Regions from separate parts of the Mus musculus genome. Here region 2 is linked to region 1. A link is a contact called in public HiChIP or PLAC-seq data. All regions are on one chromosome and are shown on one strand. The core of a region is the stretch at or near the end of the contact, and the rest is flanking DNA. Distances in the headings are between cores, read along the strand shown.

The links. HiChIP or PLAC-seq counts read pairs in DNA pulled down with a chosen protein or histone mark.
Region 2: a contact with region 1 is called in an H3K4me3 HiChIP or PLAC-seq map of bone marrow-derived macrophages, with 6 times the contacts expected there. The contact joins two enhancer-like sites. A contact is called at or near these places in 1 of 15 datasets of contacts at CTCF or cohesin (pro-B cells), 2 of 484 Hi-C or Micro-C datasets (bone marrow-derived macrophages and nephron progenitors), 2 of 115 datasets of contacts at active chromatin or transcription factors (bone marrow-derived macrophages and embryonic stem cells) and 1 of 9 other capture datasets (embryonic stem cells).

What each region holds. Positions count from the first base shown.
Region 1 is chr4:53,108,851-53,112,118 of GRCm38.p6, reverse strand. Abca1 (ATP-binding cassette, sub-family A (ABC1), member 1) reads left to right here. Exons shown (of 50, transcript NM_013454.3): 6 at 2,834-2,955. Among named protein-coding and RNA genes, the nearest start is that of Abca1, 49 kb to the left of the region's middle. Within about 2 kb of position 1,563, at least 22 of the 459 cell types and tissues checked have an H3K27ac peak or open chromatin away from gene starts, as enhancers often do. A contact at or near this core is called in bone marrow-derived macrophages, where this site is marked.
Region 2 is chr4:53,489,839-53,493,516 of GRCm38.p6, reverse strand. Slc44a1 (solute carrier family 44, member 1) reads right to left here. Exons shown (of 16, transcript NM_001374697.1): 3 at 1,987-2,129. Among named protein-coding and RNA genes, the nearest start is that of Slc44a1, 51 kb to the right of the region's middle. Within about 2 kb of position 2,031, at least 75 of the 459 cell types and tissues checked have an H3K27ac peak or open chromatin away from gene starts, as enhancers often do. A contact at or near this core is called in bone marrow-derived macrophages, where this site is marked.

The sequences.
Region 1 (3,268 bases), core at 314-2,813:
CTGTGTCTCATCCAGAGGATAGGCAGTTGGTGTTTGATCACATCCAGCTGTTTATCTGCAGCGTCTGTTGACATAACGGAAGCATCATATAAACATGCTAAGTACATTTGCTGGTCTCCAGAGTGTTGCTGGGTGACCTAGGTCCTTTCAGAGTGCAGTCTGGGTCAAACCTCCCACACTTCTGCTGCCCTGAAGGAAGGAGCTGTTCTGAAGTTCCTACGTAGGATGCTGTGTACTGCTGTGGCTTTGCTCAGGAGGAATTTGTGTTCAACTGGCTGATCTGAGTGTTAGGTCATAGATTTATTCTGTTCTATCAAGGTTCACAGAGCTCTCTTTTGATCCTCATTTTTATAGGTAAGGCCATGGAAGTTTAAGTAGGTCAAATAAACTTAGAAATACATGGATACAGAGCCCAGAATTTGGTTTCCCAGTATGAGGTGTGTGTGTGTGTGTGTGTGTGTGTGTGTAGAGCATTGCTCATATTGAAAAAAGTGCTCTATTGAATGATCTATTCTCCACCTCTTCTTTTGAGATTTATGTACATACACAAACTTAAGTATTGTGTGTTTGTGTGTGTGTGTATACATACACACATACATAACTAATTTATAAGCATGCCTGCCTTTTCACCTCAAGCTTTGGCTGAAGCCTCTCTGCCTGTCTTCCTTCCTTCTCCTTACCCCCCACCATGGGGATGCTGGGATGTTCTAGATGTTGTTGTCTTTGAAAAGACACTTGTGGTCAGGGTTCTTATTTCCTCCTGGGCTATAGCCTAGAGATTTGATGCTCTTGCCCTCCTTGGTCTCTTCCTGGACCCACTAATCTCAAAGATCCTTCTGAAGTCTTTCTGGTCACCTCATCTAGCATTCAGTCAGGTGTCATTGCTGGAGCAGTAATTTTGTACCAGGCTTTGTTCCAGGTATTTGGAACACTAAGATAAAAGACCTATTCTGCATTTTTATAAGTTAGAGTTGAATGCAGGCTATACTTAAGTAAAATAACATTTCATAATATATGGCTTCCAGACCCGCTGTATTGGAAATGTGGAGGCTGCTTATTAAAATGGAGATTTGTGGGTGGTCTACCTTAGAACCCCTGGTTGTAATCTGAAGGAATAGACACCCAGAAACTAGTTTTTGTGTGCCTCTTAAGTGAATCTTAGGTGTTCTGTGGGTATGGCAACTCAAAGAATTGAGTTCAGTGGTAGCAGTGTGGGGTCTTGTACGATGGAAACACCAGGCAGATGACAGATGGCTGAGTGCTGATTTCAAGGAGGGACATTGACAGGCCTCAGATCAGCTGTGGCATAGTATGAGGAACCCTAGGATAAAACTATAGATGAGTTGAGGAGAATCACTGTTTTATCAGCTCCGTTCAAAATTACTGAAGTTTGCTCCATGCTGAAGATGCCTGGGTCATTTGTATCTATTAAGAATCTGCTTGGACTGTTTGTCTCTACGAAGGGAGACCCTTTTAGATCCCAAGAGAAACGGTTTCATCAGTGCACACTGCAGTCTTGTTTTCAGATGGAACCCCTCTTCGGGTAATTGATTTGAGTTTGTAAAGTTTGCCCTCTAGTGGTCAGCCACTTGGTCCCAGATGAGCTTGGTTTTGTTTTTGTTTTGGGGGGGTGGTGGTGTTGGTTTGTTTTAATTTCAAAAAAGAATTCGGGTTATTAGAAGTTTAAAGGGGTAAGGAAGAAGAAAGATGAAATAGTCAATAAAATAAGGCAGGAAAATGGTTGGTGTTTCAGGCAGGCACCACTCAGCATCTGCTCAGAATCCTCTTGCTTTACAGATGATGGGGCCCAAGGCTCAGAAAGGTGCTAAAGAAATGAAATTCAAGTGGTACTATCATACCTAGCCTCCAGCCAGAGACTGACGTTCTGAATTCTTGGCCAGTGCTCTTTTCTATTTCATGCCACTGGAGTGAAGCCTTTTTTCGATGTACTCGGAGAGCTTATTGTTTAATGGGAGTTGGTACTTGGAGAGCTTATTGTTTAATGGGAGTCGGAATGAAAGCCTTTAGCAGTCACTGCATTTAGTAAAGCAAAGGGTGGGATTTCAAACATACGTTTACATATTTTTCTCAGTGTTTGGAGGAACTGGACTTTATAGTTCTGAAATCCCAGGTTTTGTTCTGAAACCAAGAAGAGACCATGTCTATTTAAACACCTCGATATGCTCACAGGACTCCCCTGTGATTCTTGGAAGTGTGGTCCCAGGCAGGCAACATCAGCACCACCTGGGAGCTTGTTAGACATGCAGCTGCTGCAGCCAGAGCTGGCAGAAGCAGATGCTCTGAGACTGCTGTCCAGCCGGCTAGCTGAGGCAACCCATCAAGCGATTCTGGTTCACAGAAATGTTAGCGAGCCATTGCCTGCTGATCTGGGAGATTAGCCCCTGTGGCTTGTGGAAATAAGGCACTCAGTATTTTCAGTGCTAGCTACGTGAGGCGGCACTGAGGAGTCAGGAGCAGCAGGGCTCATGTCACAAACCTCAGGTAGGATGGATGAGATCATTTAAAAGGGTTGGTTTTTCAATTGGCAACAAGGAAAGACCATGTGTGTAACAACACCACTGTGCTGTTGGACTGTGGGAGCCCACACTGAGTGTGGCTCAACATGTCATCAGAAAGCAATCTTTTCATGTCTCTGCCAGCGAGACGGAGCTCCTGAAACTCACTTCTCGGTGTATGTAAGCCAGAAGCCTGTGGTCACCCATCCGTTTAAAATGAAGCAATCAATATTCTATTCTCCACCTTCCCCATAGCGGTTGAGTCTTTTTTTTTTTTTTTGAGTTATTAACTGTAAACAAACACAATTTTCCAATAGATTTGAAGCTCCAGGATTTTCTGGTGGACAATGAAACATTCTCTGGATTCCTGCAGCACAATTTGTCCCTTCCAAGATCTACTGTGGACAGCCTGCTGCAGGCGAATGTTGGTCTCCAGAAGGTAAGCTACTACCTTCAGCTAAATCAGTGGGGCCTCACTATTACCCTGTTGGGGGCCCTGGAAAGAAAGAAAGAAAAACCCTGGCCTTTGAAAAAGCTGTGAAGGAAATGGTCAGGCTTCAGAAGTTTAGTTTCATCTCATTTGACTCGTGACTCTGGTTGTCACAGACGAACCCTACAGTGAGTGGGGTGTGTCACCCAGCATCAGGGCCAGTATGCTGAAAGGAAGTTGATTTCTGTGTCTGTCCTTTGGCATTGTAATGACTCCCCCCTAAAGGGGTTATATTTTCTGTTAAGGTGAATTAAGAAGCTTT
Region 2 (3,678 bases), core at 782-3,281, 380 kb before region 1:
AAAACAAAAACAAACAAACCAAAAAAAAGAAACATACATGAAATAATTTTCTAAACTGCTGAGACCCATTGTCCACTTCTCTCAAAGGATGCAGGATATAGGTGCACTTCAGAAAATGACAGGGTTGAAAACCAGTTATAGCCTCATAATCAAACTCAAGTTAACATTGAGAAAAAGACTATAGAGCAGAAGACATGGCTTTCAGATGGCATTAATCCAGGGATAGAATCACCATTTGTTAAGTTAGAAATGATGGTAGAGTACTGTATCTAATTGACAAATATGAAGAGCAGGATGTTAATTGCATATCATACTTTGTAATTTACATGATTGTTATGGTTTTGTTCAATTTATGTCTGGGAGAAGAGTGTTTTGTTTTCTTTTGTTTTATTGGATTATTGGACAGAAAAGGTGAGGTGTAGGGGTTGATTCTTATGCTAAGGTCCTATTCCCCAATTGGTTCTTGATCTATTAGTAAAGAAGCCATGGGACAACTTCTGAGAGGAAGGAATTAGGCAGGACTTCCGGGTCCCCACAAGCAAGAGACAGACACAGGAGATAAGAGGAAGGGAGAGTTCGCCAGAAGCCGTGATCTTGGGCAGAGCGCCCACTGGTCGCTTTTTACAGGTAAGAAGTTGGGGATGCTGAGCTGGAACTAAAGGTAACTGAGCAACTAAAGCCGAAGACAGATTAAGGGTGCTGAGTTAAGAGTATCAGGAGGGCATGCTAGCCACGGGAGTTTAATAATGTCCAGCAATTGAGCCAATAAGGCAAGTTGAAATGGAGCAATGTGTGTCTGTGTGTTTTTTTTTTTAATCCATGGATTCAAGGGAAGCTGGGTGGGGGCCGGCATCACAGTCCATTCCTGGAGCTTAGGCAGGGTAGCAAAAGCCATCAGCAACAAGATGCTCACAGGCTGTGCTGGACCCTCCACCGCCCACCAACCACCCACCAACCACCCACTCGGCCTTGGTGGTCACCTCAGAGTAACAAAGTAGCTCAGCCTCTGTTACTCCTGCCTTGCTTGTCAACTGTGGGAAGCTATGTACATACTCCTTGCTGTTACTCAGAACTTTGTTAGTTTGACCTCCACCATCTCTTCTTCATTAGAGGGAGGACTGTCTCTAAGAAGATAACAACTAATCACAGTTCTTCAAGTTCATAAACTCATCAAACTCATCTTATACAGAAGGGCCCCAAGATTTAACCAAGAGAATCACAAAATCACAAGCTGTTACGATCTACTCTGACACTCCCGAGAAAGTATACTAGACTAATTAACCTTGTTATTGTACAATTAGTTTTATTAATTCTGAAGACCTGGTTTGCCTTGATATAAGATAATGAAATTTGATGGTATACACACTCATGGCCTGAAATGTCATTCAGCAATCATACATATGATGTGTTTACTGGAGGAAATGCATCTTCCTGTTGATATTAGAAATAAAATAGTAACTCCTGAAGAGTAAGGACAATTAAGGTCAGGAGTTTCATGACATCCTAAAGATGAATACTGAGAGCCCAAAATAATTATCTCAGTCTGTAGCTTTTATAGAACTGGAAAGACTTCAATACTTGCATCACAAGATATTTCTTTATAACTTTAAGGCTTTGATATCCATTATCATCCTTCAGTCTTGCATTAAATATAAACCTAATACAAAGAATATTACTTTATTTTCTTAAGAAGGAGAACATAACCTAAGGGCTAATGGAAAGACAGAGCACAAAAGTGCCTCTTTCAAGTCAAGGCTTTTTTTAATCCACTATTTAACCAGGCAATTAAATATGTTTCCTGGAGAGTGTATTTGTTAAATGAAAGCAGCAGTGGTTTAAAAAACAAAAAACAAACAAACAAAAAATCGCTGTATAGAAGTATATGTAAATATCCCACAGACACTAACTGTAAGGTACAAAGAGAATCACACCCTCCCAGGCTTCCCCCAAGCTTCCAGACAGTTCACCATACAAGAGTCTACTCACTTCCGGTGGGTGTGGTCCAGACCACTGTTCGGTATTGCTTCCAGTTTTGCATTTCTCTGCCCACAGATATTTCCATAGCTGTCGTATCCTGACACTAGTCTTGCTGCTGCACCTGTTGCTACTGAAAAGCCACAAATAAATCCCTAGAAAAGAAACAGAAAAAAACACACACAAATAAACCATTTCAACAGCAGCAGTCACCACTTGATATGATAATGAGTTTCTTTTGTCTGCTGAAGGGAACAAAGAGCTATATTCCCTTTTAGCAAACACTATTACACTCTTTTCCCTGGTCTGCATAGGAACATCATGAAGTCCACAGGGGAATACCGTTTGCTACTGGAAGAAAATAAATCCCAATCTTCCACACCTTGGGATCGCCTTTGCATTTTGTGACATTCATGGAAGTGCCTCCATTTTGAACACCTGCTCTGAGCTAAGCTGCATGCAGGGAGTTTATCATACATTCTCTACGTCTCCTGCAGAGGTCTGAGTAAGTTAAGCAGAGCCACAGAAGCTAGTCAAGAGCACTGTGGAGCATCACAGCCAGCTGTGGTCATTCTGCAGGTGACTTGGTCAGAAAGGGGATCCAGTAAGTGAACAGCAAAGGATAAATGGGGGTTACAACCCGAGAACAACAGCATGTGAGGTCTGACTCATTATCACCTCTGTGAGCACAACACTTTGTCCTTCCTGCAAAAAAAGACCCAAGACTTACATCATGAAGCTCACTCTTAATACTGGAGAGTGGAGGGAGGTAAGTAAGGAGGCACTGGCTGTAAAGGTCACATATTTCATGGGAATTCGCCCAGGTCCCAAAGGCAAGTCCCCAGACACTGGGGACTACACTGTGCTGGCTAACTCAGACAGGGGCTGGTCACAGTAAAGCAAGAGAAGCCAGCAATCCACCACAGCCCGCTGGGAATAAGAAGAGCAAGACCAGTGATGGCTGATAATGGCTCTACTAGAGACGGGGCGTAATGGGACCTAGTCAGAGAGAGGACAAGTTCTACTCTCTTTAGTCAGGTTAAACAGGCAGAGACGGTCAGCAGCGATTCTTATCTAAATGATGCTGCAGGATCTCAGGCTGCAGAAGCGCATGCCTCAGTCTCATGCTATTCCTCAGAGGAAAGTATTTTTCCCTTTGCACATCCTTACCTAAAAAGTCTAAAAACTTCTAACAACTCTTTTATTTCTTGAGAGCTCTTCTGACTTTCATTGTGCAGGTAATGAGAGATGATAGCACAGATCTGTTCCATAGAAACTTCTAAAAGCCCTCAGTGAGAAAGTGGACCCAGAACGGAACCCATGCCCAATTTCCTAGTCTCTGAACGACTCCCTACCTCAACTGACTCACCTGACGAGAGGGCATGAAGCATACAGAGCTCCTCGAGCTGGGGTAAGGCTTGAACGGCACTATAGTAAGAGCTTAGTCACAGCTCATAGACTGTCATTAGAAACCAGAGCATGTACAGGAGAGACTCTGGCCTTTGGAGTTATACACTCTTGTGTTGTCAATGGGACACGGATGACTCCATTTTCTACGAGTACAACTTTGGTCAAACTTGCTCAAACCTAAGTTTCCCCTTCTACTAACTGAGATTACAATCCCTTAACACAAAGGCTGTTGTAGGACACACTGGAGACAACAATGGGAGGTGCATGCCTCGGTCAGTGCTAGTGCCTCACCCC